2 separate regions of the Bombyx mori genome follow, and region 1 is linked to region 2. Evidence: chromatin contacts called from public Hi-C data. All regions are on one chromosome and are shown on one strand. Each heading gives the region's core, a stretch centred on a gene start, on an enhancer-like site or on the middle of the called end of the contact. The rest is flanking DNA. Distances are from core to core; before and after follow the strand shown.

Evidence for each region. A called contact is a pair of places that touch in the nucleus more often than the background predicts.
Region 1: a Hi-C map of middle silk gland shows a contact between it and region 2, with 1.7 times the contacts expected there. The contact joins the enhancer-like site here to the promoter of LOC101746096 in region 2. A contact is called at or near these places in 4 of 7 Hi-C or Micro-C datasets (middle silk gland, midgut, posterior silk gland and 1 more).

The regions. Positions count from the first base shown.
Region 1 is chr3:13,081,053-13,083,752 of ASM3026992v2, reverse strand. LOC101745952 (phosphatidylinositol 3,4,5-trisphosphate 3-phosphatase and dual-specificity protein phosphatase PTEN) reads right to left here. Exons shown (of 9, transcript XM_012688860.4): 5 at 1,093-1,319; 6 at 582-792. Among protein-coding and RNA genes, the nearest start is that of LOC134201831, 18 kb to the left of the region's middle. Within about 2 kb of position 1,287, at least 3 of the 8 cell types and tissues checked have open chromatin away from gene starts, as enhancers often do.
Region 2 is chr3:12,985,726-12,988,425 of ASM3026992v2, reverse strand. LOC101746096 (nucleolar MIF4G domain-containing protein 1 homolog) reads right to left here and starts at 1,276. Exons shown (of 14, transcript XM_038020168.2): 1 at 182-1,276. The coding sequence starts at 385. It overlaps LOC101739068 (outer mitochondrial transmembrane helix translocase), which reads left to right and starts at 2,488. Exons shown (of 8, transcript XM_004924350.5): 1 at 2,488-2,700.

The sequences.
Region 1 (2,700 bases), core at 38-2,537, 95 kb before region 2:
GTTAGACAATCCAGGCGCTTAGTAGCAGAATACGATATGATTACTTGAATGCGCCGTTTAGGGCACCGGTGACCTACATGGCAATCAATGTGTTAAAGAATTAAAAGGAAAAAGAAATCGATGAGCAATTGAATTGCCAACGCCCCGTGTAATTAAAGGCCTGTGGTAGGTGCTAGGTGGTTAAAGACCCAACGTAGACAGTGTATAGTGGGTTGACCCACACATTCGTGTATCGCGGGAAATTCAATTCGCTTTACATTGCCGATTTATTCAACGCTAAAAAAACGGACTCTTACAATTTCCACCGCTTACGCCACTTATGAACTCCGCTAAGGTCCAATGCGCTGGTCCGATCAGATTAAAACGACTTTGGAATCCAACATCAATGTCGCTATCCACTGCGCGGCGGACAGGAGTGAATGGAGGAACATAGTCCTAACAAAAGTGCTCCGTAAAGGTCACGAACCTCAGCACTGAGGAATACGACGCACGGAGGGAGGGAGGTCAACTTAACCTCGAGCGGGTCGACGGTTTTCAAACCTGTTGAATTTAGTATCGGAATGTCATAGTTTGAGGCTCACTGTCAGGTAATGGCGGTATTCTTTGGGCTCCGACTTCGGCCGTAACGAAGAACGTGTTGAACCAGAAATGAAACAGCTTCTCTTTGCGCATCTTCATCTTCGGTTTGTTGTAGACGTCCACCCTGATGTCGCCGAACAGCGGCGTGCACTGCGTCAGGCAGATGCGGATGCTGTTCTCGTCTCGCTGCACATCCACGCATCCGGGCGGCGTCTGAGGTGAAACGTTTTGTTTGATATCCAATATTATCGGTATAAGCATCATCATTCTCCTGCCCTTCTCCCAGTCACCTGGGAACGGCGCGACATATTTAGGACATGGCTCCTATCATCTACAATTTCTCCGCTCACTCCCCTCTTACACATATCGCCTTTCATGCATCCCATCCATTTTTCTTAGGTCTACCTCTAAAGCCTTCCATAATATTCCATATTCATACTTAACTCTTAACAACCCATATAGTATTTGTCAAAGTTAGATAGATATAAGTCAGTTAGGGATGTTCGGGCCGACCTTGAGCACGAGCACGTTGTGTTCGCTGTGCGGGTCGGCGTGCGGGTCGGCCTGGCACAGCACGAGGTCGGGCGGCGCGGCGGCGGCGGGCACGTGGGCGGCGGGCGGCGGCGACATGCGCAGCTCGCGGACCTGCACGCGCGCCGCGCCCGCCCGGTACGCCACGCCCGACCGCAGCAGCGCCCCGTAGTACTCCACGTAGCGCCGCTGCGACGGTATCGTCACGCCTGCCGACACGCGCACGTCACGACTCACTCAACCTTCTGTGTGTGCTTAGTGCGAGTTTTTTAACGGTCTCGATAGCATAAAAGTTAATCCAACTTTGTGTGCAGTTGGAACAGCGCCCCTAGCGGCAAACTTAGGCAAACGATCCCATTCCATACAAATATGAGCTAGCTTTTACGCTATCGCGAACATTAAAAAACTCGCACTAAGCACACTGTTTGCATATTCAAATCAAAACAAATAAAATAAAAATTCAACATAAATGAAAGTACATACACATACTTGTTGAACGTCAAAAAGAACTACCGCCAATTCACAAAAACTAGCCTCCGTCCTGAGAAGAACTGGCAAGAAACTCAGCGGGGATGTCATTTTTTTTAATATATATAACTAGTCAGGTCATAAGTATTGTCACACAGTAAAAACTTTTCTTTTAGAATGCTGGCCACAAAAAAGTTTATTGTATTCAAATTTCGAATTGTTCATGAAAATAAAAATGTATACTTTTAGGATTTTTACGCATTTTTAAATATGGAGTGGACGCTTAAAGAAGACCGTGTTGCAGTTATTGCGGTGCATCGTTGCGGTTACGCGCCAATTCAAATTTTTAACATACTGAAAAATTTTAATATAACCAAAAGATTCGTTTATCGTACCATCAAATGATACAATGAAGACTCTAGTGTAGATGACAGGTCAAGAAGTGGTCGCCCTCGGTCTGTTAGAACTCCAGCAGTGATAAAAGCTGTGAAGGCGCGAATTCAAAGAAATCCCAAACGTAAGCAGAAACTGTTGGCCCTTCAGATGGGGTTAAGCAGAACCACGGTGAAAAGGGTGTTAAATGAAGACTTAGGGATTCGGGCATATCGAAGAAAAACAGGACATCGTTTGAATGCTCGTCTAATGGACCTGAGACTGAAGAGATGCCGCGCTTTGTTGAAGCGGTACGCGGGAAAAAAAATTCGGGAAATTATTTTTTCGGATGAAAAAATTTTTACCGTAGAAGAGAGCTACAACAAACAGAATGATAAGGTGTACGCACACAGTAGTGAAGAAGCGAGCAACCGTATTCCGCGTGTCCAACGAGGTCATTTTCCATCCTCGCTCATGGTATGGTTGGGAGTTTCTTATTGGGGCTTAACAGAGGTACATTTTTGTGAGAAAGGTGTAAAAACGAATGCAGTTGTGTATCAAAATACAGTCCTGACGAACCTTGTGGAACCTGTTTCTCATACCATGTTCAATAACAGGCACTGGGTATTCCAATAAGATTCGGCGCCAGCTCATAGAGCGAAGAGCACACAAGACTGGCTGGCGGCGCGTGAAATCGACTTCATCCGGCACGAAGACTGGCCCTCCTCCAGTCCAGATTTGAATCCGTTA
Region 2 (2,700 bases), core at 27-2,526:
GCCACCTGATAATAGATTCCTAAATTAATTTAATTGATACTTTATTTTAATATGACAGCATCCGCATTAGTATTACCTAGTTATCTTTAAAAATATAATATATTTATAGGTAAAACTTTGTGAGTTTAAAATTCCTTAGAAAAATTCCTTAATATTGCTTAAAAGTTAGAAATTTAAAAACCTTCATTTCTGTAGTATCTTGTCCATCTGCTGGTCTCTTTACGAACCTTCCCGGAGTATGCTGGGGATGAATTATAGACGGTTGTGGGGTTTTTTTCTTCAAATAATGTTCTTGGCGATGAATTTTTTTTTGCTGCCTTTTCTGTTTGCGTATAGTCTTACGACTATTTTCAAACTTTAAACGAGGCACAGGTTTTTTCTTCATTGTTAGGTTGGTTTGATGTTTAAGAAAAGTTTGGGCAATTTTTTTAGGTTACTATTATTTTGATTTGACCATTTGCCTGACACTTACAGCAATTATTATTTCTGACACTTGACATTGTTGACAACATAAAGCAATCTATGGCCAAAACCCATAGACCTTTATAGTAGGGACACGACATATTGTTCTATACGTACAATTGCTTATATAAATAGCACCCATTTTGAAGGCACATACATAAACATATATCTATCTCGTTCTTACTCAGCACTTTAACTCGCAGGAAAACAATATAACAGTATTTCAGTGCGTACATAAAATGAAACTTGAATATACGTAAATGTCTCCGTCTCTGTCTAATGAGGCCGAAAATCCGCCATGTTTAAAACCAAATGTCATTGTCACATCAGTTCGGCTGTCTGTTTTGGGTTGTACATTATTTATTGACTATGATATCGATTTAATATGATTGATTATATAAAATTTCATAATTTATCATGCTTAAAACATACAAAAATAATAATTAAAACGTATATTATAGGATCTCAAGAAAGTCGATGTCCTAAAACTATTATCTATATGTATTTAAATTCATTATGGAGCCCTCATCCGAAAAATCCATTTTTCGGTCGGAATCTATTGATCATGACACTAATCATAAATACCACTTTAAAATATGTCATCAAAACATATTTAGACATTCTGTTTAGATATTTCGGGAAAAAGGCTACCGACAAAATCTCTTCGGAACTATTTAAATAAAATAGATTTATTCCGCAATGAGTAAAACACTATTGTAAATTTGTTAAATATTTAATAATTAAGTGATTTTAGAGAGGAAGTCACAAGGAATGACGTTTGTAATTAATGAATAAATGTTCTGTAGGTTTTTTTTTTTCACGCGGTCCCTTGATAAGTTTAAAATTTGAATCACTCTCAAGCGAAAGTGATTCAAATGGTGCGGCGCACCTTCCTTGGGGTGCGCTGCGGTAGTATGTTACGGACTTTAGAGTCAGCAAAACAATTAAAATAGATTGTAATAGTCTAAGAAAAACACGTACTCAAAATACGATAACATTTAGCATGCTAGAAATGGGCAGATGGCTTTGAACTACGCCATATCTTTATGTTTTGCGACAAACGTCAACTTTATAAAATCAGTGTAGCAACTTTTAAAAATCATCATATCGTTTACTTGGCAAATTCGAAGGACGAACTTGTCTTAGATTTCACCCATCTAAATCATATCATATTTGCACATAGCAATATACCTACTTACTTCCCATTAAAGTATAAATTCTACAAATAAATAATACTCAACAATATTTAAAATAAAATGAGCCAAGAACGTTTATCGATAAAACCTGATAACATTGAAATCTTTTGTACAGCACTAAAGCCGCCATGTTTTGTGGCCAGATGACGTCACAGTGGCACGAAATTTTGGTTGACGTTTCATTTCCATAGGTTTCCTACTTCATTGCCAAAACCATAGACCTTTTTTTAGATTCCTCCACTGGACAGGTGAAAAGAGCATAGCGTGCAGAGCCTAATATTTTTGAGAAACCGAAGCAATTTCTATTGTACAAATGGTAAAGTGGTAAAGCTAGCGCCCCTGACTATTGGGATTTCGTGCAATCCTGTGTGTGAGGAACTTATTTACTCCAAAAGAAACATAAATTGAATAAACAAGGTAATTCACGGATAATTTACACACACAGGATGCATAGGACAATTTATAGCTCTTCGCAAGCACCGTTAAGTACAATATAATCTTTGCCAGTTTTGGAGTGTTCTTAGGGAGTATGTTAAACTCTGCTGTAGGCTCGTTCACTCATGCAAGCAATAAGTAAAAAAATATACATTTGCGCTTTTGATCATCAGACTTTGTTCGTGAACGTATATTAAATAATATTGCCGTAGTTAAATTGGTATTTGTGACCTTTAAAAACCAATATGGTTACGCTGCGGCGTCGGCGTGATACTCGACGAGCACATCAGAGATTATCACGAAAATTTCGTATTTCACGATGAAAATTTTCTTGTTCCGTACGAACTGAAAACCCAGTAAAAAATTGTCCACACTGTTTATTAAATCTTAGAATAGACTACAAAACTTGGAATGTATTTTTTTACAAGGTGTTAAATTGAGATAAAAAGATTTTAGGGAGATTTGGAGATAACTAAGGGGAAATTACCTCTGCAGCCCTAGTATTAGTTGTCAAACTAATAAAAAAGTTAGACTTTGTCTATCAAAAATTCACAAATGTGTGACGGTCGGGGATTCTGCTATAACAATTTCGGACTAGATTAAAATT